2 separate regions of the Oryctolagus cuniculus genome follow, and region 2 is linked to region 1. The links are chromatin contacts, called in public Hi-C maps. All regions are on one chromosome and are shown on one strand. The core of a region is the stretch at or near the end of the contact, and the rest is flanking DNA. Distances in the headings are between cores, read along the strand shown. Region 1 has its middle 7.5 kb from the start of NEPRO. Region 2 has its middle 78 kb from the start of NEPRO.

Region 1 (4,714 bases), core at 1,442-3,941:
CTCTGTCTCTCTGTCTCTCCTCTCTCTCTGTAACTCTGACTTTCAAATAAATAAATAAATCTTAAAAAAGATACACTTTGGGGGGCCAGCACTGTGGTGCAGTGGATTAAAGCCCCAGCCTGCAGTGCCAGAATCCTATATGGGTGCTGGTTAGAGTCCTGGCTGCTCCACTTCCAATCCAGCTCCCTGCTAATGCACCTGGGAAAGCAGTAGAAGATGGCCCAAGTCCTTGGGCCCCTGCACCCACATGGGAGACCCAGAAGAAGCTCCTGGCTCCTGGCTTCGGATTGGCTCTGCTCAGGCTGTTGCAGCCGTTAGAGGAGTGAACCAGCAGATGGAAGACCTCTCTCTGCCCCTACCTCTCCATAACTGTCTTTCAAATAAATGAAACAAATATTTTTTTAAAAAAAACTGCATTTTGTTTTGCAATGTAATTTGCAAAAAGTATTGGGAGATAGCCTCACTTGCCTGGAGGCCCTCTCAGGAGTTCTGAGTCTGAGATATTTCACTTGGATTTCTGAAATGAGTTTGGTTTTGGAATTTCTAGAAGAACAGGTACAAATCCTAGCTAAAATCTAGAGTGCTTAAGAATTTCAATTTTCCATGGCTGGCACTGTGGCGCTTTAGGTTAATCCTCTGCCTATGGCACTGGCATCCCATATGGGTGCCAGTTCTAGTCCCAGCTGCTCCTCTTCCCATCCAGCTCTCTTCTGTGGCCTGGGAAATCAGTGGAAGATGGCCCACGTCCTTGGGCCCCTACTCCCACGTGGGAGACCAGGAAGAAGCACCTGGTTCCTGGCTTCAGATCAGTGCAACTCCAACCATTGTAGCCATTTAGAGAGTGAACCACCAGAAGGAAGACCTTTCCCTCTGTCTCTCCCTCTCACTGTCTGTAACTCTATCTCTAAAATAAATAAATAAAATCTTTAAAAAAAAGAATTTCAATTTTCCTGGGTCAAATACTGATTCTGACTTTCTGGAAATGTTTAAAGACAAGAATCTCATAATCAACTCAAGATACAGGAGATGATAGTTGAAGAAAAGAAAGGTTTTGGAGAGAGAAACAAAAAATGAAGTGCCCAGCAAACAGAAAAAGGGAGTGACTTAGATTACCTGTGCTAGGGAGATCAGACCTTCTGAGAGGCCCCCCAATGCAAGTGAGGCTATCTGCTCAATACTTTGGTTTGCAAATTATATTTCAAAAGAAAATGTGGGTTTCCTTTTTTTTTTTAAGATTCATTTTATTTATTTGAAAGGCGTTTGGCATAGCAGTTAAGGTACAGGCCGAGACACCTGCCTTTCATTTTAGAGGGCCCGGGTTCAAGTCTCAGCTTCTCCTCCTCAGTCAGCTTCCTGCCAGTGTGCACTGTGGGAGGCAGCTGTGGTGGCTCAAGTAGCTGGATCCCTGCCACCCCGGTGGGAGACGCAGACTGCATTTCTGACGCCCAGGGTTGCAGGCATTTGGGGAGTGAATCAGTAGGTTTGAGATCAATCTCTCTGTCTGTATCTCTCTGTGTTGCTAAATTAAAATTTTAAAAAGAAATTGAAATGTGTTTTAAAAAATAAAGTGCCCAGGGCTGGCACGGTGGCATAATGGGTAAAACCAACACCTGAGGCACTGGCATCCCATATGGGCACCGGTTCCTGTCCTGGCTGCTCCTCTTCTGATCCAGCTCTCTGCTATGGCCTGGGGAAGTGCTTGGGCCCCTGCTACTCATGTGGGAAACTCGGACAAAGCTCTTGGTTCTTGGCTTCAGTCTGGACCAGCCCCAGCTGTTGAGGCCATTTTGGGAGTGAACCAGCTGATAGAAGCTCTCTCTCTCTCTCTCTCTGTAACTCTACCTTTCAAATAAATTAGATAAACCTTAAAATAAATAAGGTGCCTGTTGCTGAGGAGTCAGACTATTGCAGAATTTGATTTCATTCTATTCACTTAATGTGTCCCTTACATTCAAACTCCATTAATTTACTGTATATTGATTGTACAACCTTTAGATGAACATTTTAGTGTTACCCCTGCACTTTTTTTTTTTTTTTGACAGGCAGAGTGGACAGTGAGAGAGACAGAGAGACAGAGAGAAAGGTCTTCCTTTTTCCGTTGGTTCACCCCCAGTGGCCGCTACGGCTGTCGCACTGCACTGATCCAAAAGCAGGAGCCAGGTGCTTCTCCTGGTCTCCTAGGAGAAGGGTGCAGGGCCCAAGGACCTGGGCCATCCTCCACTGGACTCCCGGGCCAGAGAGCTGGACTGAAAGAGGATAAAATGGGACAAAATCTGGAGCCCCGACCAGGACTAGAACCCAGTGTGCCTGCGCCACAGGCGGAGGATTAGCCTATTGAGCGGCAGCGCCGACTTCACTGACACTTTAATGGCTTAGTCTTGAGAAGTCAAAAGTAGCTATGGCTTATTCAATACCCCTCCTTTCCACCAGAGGGCAGTAAGAGGCTATGCCTGGATCACCGGCTGTGAGTTGGTGGTGCCAACTTCAGTTACAAGCCATGCACAGGAATCTCATGTGCGTTCTTTCTTGCCACAGAATCACAGCTCCACAACCTCAGACACAGTGGAGACTAGTCGATTTGTGCCCGGCAGAGGAGAGACACATAATCAAAGGAACACCTCGCAGTCAAAGCAGAGGCACATGACACCCCTCCCCCCCAAGAGGCCGATCTTGTGACCCAAGGACCAAGCTTTGGGCCATTCTGGCCTAACCCAAATTGATTTTCAAGGAGCAGATTTGGGATTCCAGGGTCGGCTAGACACACACACACACACACACACACACAGAGTTGATAATCTGATAATTGGATGTATTTTCTCTCCAGTGAAGACTAAGCGCCCAAGAATTGGAGAAAATGAAATGATTTCTATTCTTTGACAGCCTTAAGGCAAAATTTCGAAGTCAAATTTATAAGGTGTGTAGGGATTTGGTTGCTTGTTTTGCTTTCTTTTCTCTCGCCAGTTACCTCCTGAGAGCTGGGCATGGATCAGTAAGATCCCTGCGCTCCGGGCTGGGCTGCCAGCAAGTCTGTGCCTGATTTGGCTGCTTTCTGAAAAGGTACCAGTGCCTCCTCCCACAGGGCCCCTAATGGAACATAACACCCTGGAACTGTGCCAAAGCACAAAGCCAAGCCACGTTTCAGTGTCTGCCGCGGAACCAAGCTCTGAGCAAGAGCCATCCTTTCTGCTCCAGACGTTGTTACTGGAATCTTTCAAATGCTGGTTTTGAGGGCTACAATGGTCAAGAAAGCTGGTCTCTGTACATGCAGCAGGTTCAAGATCCCCATCCATCCATGTGTGAATGCCAAGAGCAAAAGTGCTTAAGTTGGGACAGCCATGCTCCTAAAAGCTTTCTCTGTACACCAGTTTTTCTTGCTACCTATTCTCATGGAATCTACTATAAAAGAAGCTGGCATAGCAAGAATTGTGCATCAGGAGTATAAGACAAAACAGGATCAGGGCAGTAAGCAGGTGCATTCCAATAGTGACAAGGTATTAAAGTGTGGTAAAAACCAGCAACATATGGAGTCACATCTGATTGAGGACAACTCTGAGATATAAAATTAGCATTGAAAATTTTCCCCTATGAGCATAAGGCACAATGAGAACAGACATGTTTAGTTCTTTCTTTTATCCTGAGTACCTAGAACATTTTAGATGCTCAAGGAATATTAGCCGGATGAAGAAAAGACTTAAGGAATGTACCACACCTGAGAACAACATGCTATTGGAAAATCCAGTTTAGACACTCTTTCTAAACCTGCCAGATGGTGATTTCTTCAGTCCAACATGAGCTGAAATGTTCCAGAGTTACAAGATATGCCCCCTCTTGGTGCAGGTGACAGAACAAATGGAAGATCCTCCACCTCTGGAATAGCGTTGCCAGATTTAGCAAATTAAAAAAAAAAAAAAAAGGTGTTCAGTTAAATTTGAATTTCAGGTAAGTGAACTTAGCTTGGGAAAAGCTTACACTAAAAAAATACTATGTTTCTGAAAATCCAAATTGTTCTGTTTTATCTGGAACACTGCTATGGGGCATAGACTTTCTGAGCTGAAGGGCAGGGGGTATTGCCTGACTTTTTAAATTGTGATTGATGGGCACATGGCATCGGTTATAGCACTTGAACTTCAGTATAGCAATGCCAATGTAGTACCATGACAACAATGGATTCCATGTCATCCTCTCAAGTGTGAAATCAAAACTTCTAGTATTTTTTAAAAGATTTTTAAAAAATTATTTGAAATGCAGAGTTACAGAGAGAGAGAGAGAGAGAGAGAGAGAGAGAGAGAGATCTTTCATATACTAGTTTATTCCCCAAATGGCCACAGCAGCCAGGGCTGGGCCAGGCTGAAGCCAGAAAGCAGAAACTCCATCTGGGTCTCCCACATAGGTGACATGGGTATACTTAAGACATCTTCCACTGCTTCCCCTGGCGCATTAGCAGGGAGCTGGAGCAGAAGTGGAGCAGAAGGGAATCAAATCAGCACTCTCATGGATGTCGGCATTGCAGGCAACAGCTTAACCTGCTGTACCACAATGCCAGTGCCCAAAACTCCAGTGTTTTAAAATGCTCCTTGAGTTCAAAGATTTGCAAACCAGCAGTATGCGGCCTTTAGTAAGTAGTCTTATTGGATCTGAATGACGTGTGTGTTCTATCACCGTCTTCCTCTGTCCGCTTTGGAAAATGATTTCAGTGTACCTTGGTTTAGCCTGT
Region 2 (4,714 bases), core at 716-3,215, 70 kb after region 1:
CCAAGGTAGAACAAGTCCTTTCCCGCCCATCTAGCTAAGGGTACACTCTGTTTCTTCTTGGTGCTACTGTACGAGCAGGTAGTTTTCATTCATTCATTCATTCATCCTACTTTTGAAATGCTTAATATGACATAGCATTATGAGCCACGGAGAGGGATACACTACTCAACAAACAAAGTCCAAATGGGGCCGACATCTTAGTGCGAAGACTCAAGCAAACATATATGTGGTCAGGAAGTAGTGAGTCCCACAAAATGTTGTTTCTAAAGAGCAAAATTGTCAGAAGCCAGAGTCTTTTCCCAAGCTGAGGACAGATACTCTGCAGACTCAAGGGTTTGGGGATGTGTGTGAGATTGGTGGGTATGGATGGAAAATAAAAATAAGCAAGGCTCTCATTAGCAGTTTTCTGGCTGTTATTAGAAAGTGTTCCACAGGTGGGCCCTGTGGTGCAGCAGGTTAAGTCACCACTTGGGACATCCACATCCCATCTCATAGTTCCTGCTCCATTTCTGATCTAACTTCCTGTTAATGTGCACCCTGGGAAGCAGCAGAAAATGGCTCAAGTACTTCAGTCCCTGCCACCCACAAGGGAGATCAAGATGGACTTCCTGGCTTCAGTCTGGCCTAGCCCAGCTGCTGTGAGCATTTGGGGGAGTGAGCCAATAGATGGAAAATCTCTCTCTCTCTCTCTCAAACAATAAAAATAAACTTTAAAAAAGTACAGAGACCATTAATACTATAAAGTTAAAAATAAGACTTCTATGTGTTTTAAAAAGAGTATTCCAAATCTCCTTTATTTATTTAGAAAGATATCTTTTATTTATTAAAAGGATCCATGGTTTTAGTTATCCTGCCTCTCACTTTGCTGCAAGAATGTGAAAGATTGCTGTAGATCCAATGATACTGGGTCCAATGTTCTGGGTCAGGATCCATTGCCATTGTTCTGGATTTAGACACACTGTTACTGTTCTGGGTCTGGATTCAGTGTCGTTCTGGTTTTGGATGCAGTGTAATTGTTTTATGTCTAGATACACTGTTACTGACCTGTACCTGGACATAACATCATCCTTTTGTTAGGATACACTGTTAATATTCCAGGCCTGGGTACAGTGTCTCTGTTCTGGGTCTAGATGGAGTGTCATTGTCCTGCTTAGACACAGTGTCCCTGTTTGGGATCTAGACACAGTCACTGTTCTGGGTCTGCAAACAGCACCATTGTTCTGTGTCTGAATACAGTAGCATTGTTCTTTAGCAGAGTAACAGTTCTCGCTGGCTTCCTTCTGAGAAAAGCTTGCAGCAGGAAGAGTAAAAGTTGAAAACTCAGGAAGTCAAGTCCTGCCTTAACCCACTGTGAGACTTGGGCCAGGCCCTTAACTGCCTCTGCCCTGGGCCTCAATTAAGCTCAATTAAACAAAATGAGGAGGAAGGTCTCTGTGGTCTCATCAAACCCTAACCCTCTTTTCTACCCAGCTTGCATTTCTGCCTGTGAGCCTTCCAAACACTCAGAATTAATCCATCAGCTCAGCTGGGCTGGGAGAGGGAGGGAGACAGGCAGAGGAAGTATCAATGACACCGCACTCCAGTGAGCACTGAAGAGGCTCCATTCATGGGCCAACAAAACCTGGGAGAAGCCTGGGACTTAATCAGCCAAGGAGGCTCCAGCAGCAGGAAACAAAGGAAATCAAAGCCTTACTTGGCAACACAGGCACAGCTTCTGTATTCTTGAGACCTGCGCCCACTGGGTCCCCAGCAGAAAATAGGCAGGGTACATGGGAGCTTACAACACACACACACAGAGGGAGAAAGAGAGAGAGAGAGAGAGATAGAGGGGGTTACAGGTTTCCAGAAGGAAAAGAAGGAAGAAGATGCAAAGACAAATCACCCTGAAAGATCAGCCTGTTGCCGATATGATTGAACAGCAACCTCATTGTAATACTTTGTTTTAGGCCTTGCTCTAGGAATGCTAATAGTTGAGCACTAAGGTCCTTTTTACATTCAATAAACAAGGAACACGTTGATGAGATTCAAAACGAAGTCTTACATGGACTTCTGCATAAAGGCTGTTAGGGTCCCAGAGTGACTTACATTTCTTAAGGTACTGTAGCAGTCGCTGTACTTTGTACCATGCCCTTCCACAGAACATCTAGCTTGGTAGATTTTTGTTTTTAACATTCTGACATTATTCTAGTGTGTTCAGCTGAGATGATAAGAAGCCCCCATTGTGGAAGTGGCAAAACTGAGGTTGTGCTTCTTGTAGCTGCTGATTGATGGCAACAGCACACCCTAGTAATCACCCAAACCAACTTCATCAACAGTTTGGTCATTTTCCCTGATCTGATGGTGGTGGGAACGAGTAGAGGGCCTTGACTCCTCCATAGGAAGTTCTGGAAGAAGGGTGGGCTATCGGATGGCATGAACAACCAACGACTTTACTGGAAATATGGTCATGATACTATGCCTCATGCTATCCTAAGTGCCGCGGTCTCTTTGTTGGATGCTCAAAGTATCTGGCAGATTACATAGTATTATTAGGATGACTCACAAAATTAAATAATTACTTGTTTTTGTTTTCTTCTGTACGCGCATGTTTTTCACCATGTGACCTGCTGCTGCCCTGTACTATCATAAATTACATCTTTCTGAAGACCGGTCTGAGTAAGTTTGTGTACATGAGTATAGTATCAGCAGCATTTCAACTGATGGGCACAGTCATAAAAAGGAGCTTGAATTGTCGGCAGTCTTTTGTAACGTCTTCAACTAAGACATTCACTAAATAGCTTTAGGGCAAATAATTTTGGCTGAAAAATCCACTGCAAAAATGAAAAGAGTTTTGCAAACAAAGAATACAATTTATTTTGTTTAGTCATTTCTCCCCAAGGAATGGATAAGAAAGGTAGAGTTAAAAATTATTGTCGAGGGGTCGAGGGGCCAGCGCCATGGCTCACTGTTCTAGTCCCGGTCAGAGCACCAGATTCTGTCCCAGTTGTTCCTCTTCCAGTCCAGCTCTCTGCTGTAGCCCGGGAGGGCAGTGGAGGATGGCCCAAGTGCTTAGGCCCTGCACCCGCATGGGAGACCAGGAAGAAGAACCTGGCTCCTGGCTTAGGATCATTGTTGTTCCGGCTGTAGTGGCCATTTTGGGGTGAACCAACAGAAGGAAGACCTTTCTCTCTGTCTCTCTCTCTCTCACTGTCTAACTCTGTCAAATAAAAAAAATTATTGTTGAGGGATGGGTGTTTGGCCTAGTGGTTAGGATGCTGTTTAAGGTACCTACGTTCGATGCCCAGCTCTGCTCCCAATTCCTACTTTCTGCTAATGTGCATCTTGAGAGGCAGCATATGATGGCCAAAGTGGCTGAGTTTCTGCCACCCGCAGAGAACTGAACTGTGTTCCCACATTGCAGTGCCTAGTTCAAGTGTCATCTCCACTTATGAGCCAGCTTCCTGCTAATGTGCACCCTGGGAGCCCTTAGATGATGGCTGGAGTACTTGGGAGATGCAGATGGAGCACCTGGCTCCTGGCTTCAGCCTGGCCCAGCTCCGGCTAGCATTTGGGGAGCAAGCAAGCAGCTGGAAGAACTCACTTTCTCTCTCTGTCTTTCAAATTGATAAAAATTACTAAATAAACTTGGAGGAAAAAAAAAAAGACTTTCTAGCCCAGCATCCTGACTTTCCAGTCTGGGTGTGACTTCCTGATGCCAGAGAATTTCAGTGTCATACCCACAACAGAGCACTTTGGGGACAGAAGACCCTTTAGACAGCACTCCTCTCAAATGAGTCAAGTCCAACCCCTCCAAATCCTCTTTCCCATCTTCAGAGTGAGCCTGAGCTCTTGGCCAGCCTTGTGAGTAGAACAAAGGGAGCTGCCACAGTTGTAAAATCATTTTTGAAGTTCTTTGCCTGGAAATATCTTCTGGTGGGCCCTGTTGCTTCCTTACAGCTCTCCTCCCACTCTCTGTGATGCGAACGTGAATTATCCAGGGACCTCCAGGCCATGCCACCATCACAGGCTTTTCCCCACTGTAGTCACTTTCCCAGTGATTACACAGTGTCTGAGGATGTGGCCCCTGAATCTCTAAAGGTGCTTCCCATTTCAGAGGCATCTTCCATCCCAAGGGATTGGAAATATGTTGGGCAACCATCACACGGTAGGTGTGGTGTACATGTTTGCTGATGGAGTTCTCCCCATAGTCAAAAAAGTTTGAGAGTAGGACTAGCATTGTAGCACTGCAGGTTGAGCTGCTGTTTGGATGCTGGCATCACCTATCAGAGTGCTGACTTGAGCCCCAGACACTTTGCTTCTGATCCAGTTTCCTGTTCATGAACCTGGGAAGGCAAATACTTGGGGCTCTGCCACTCATTGTGGGAAGACCGGGATGGAGTTCTTGGCTCTTGGCTTCAGCTTGGTCCAGACATGGGTGTTGCGATCACTTGGGAATGAACCAGTGCATGGAAGATCTTCCTGTCCCTCCCTCTCTCTCTGCTGTTGTTGCTCTTTCAGATAAATAAATCTTCTCTTTAAATGTTTGAGAGCATTAGATAAACCTATGGCCTTGCCAGGAAGCAAGGGAATGCCACTGTCTTTGAAGAGTGTCTTCTGTTGCACCTGACAATGACCAGCTCAGCCTGCAACACACAAGGATGCAGAGCAGGCACCAATGGCCTTGGCTGGAGACTCATCGCTGTCCTTTCTGGCATCAAAGCCTGACTCACCTGAC

The links. A called contact is a pair of places that touch in the nucleus more often than the background predicts.
Region 2: a contact with region 1 is called in a Hi-C map of embryonic fibroblasts, with 1.8 times the contacts expected there. The contact joins two enhancer-like sites. A contact is called at or near these places in 3 of 6 Hi-C or Micro-C datasets (ear pinna, embryonic fibroblasts and skin fibroblasts).

What each region holds. Positions count from the first base shown.
Region 1 is chr4:69,049,895-69,054,608 of mOryCun1.1, forward strand. No RefSeq gene overlaps it. Among named protein-coding and RNA genes, the nearest start is that of NEPRO, 7.5 kb to the left of the region's middle. Within about 2 kb of position 2,692, at least 1 of the 8 cell types and tissues checked has an H3K27ac peak or open chromatin away from gene starts, as enhancers often do.
Region 2 is chr4:69,120,831-69,125,544 of mOryCun1.1, forward strand. No RefSeq gene overlaps it. Among named protein-coding and RNA genes, the nearest start is that of NEPRO, 78 kb to the left of the region's middle. Within about 2 kb of position 1,966, at least 1 of the 8 cell types and tissues checked has an H3K27ac peak or open chromatin away from gene starts, as enhancers often do.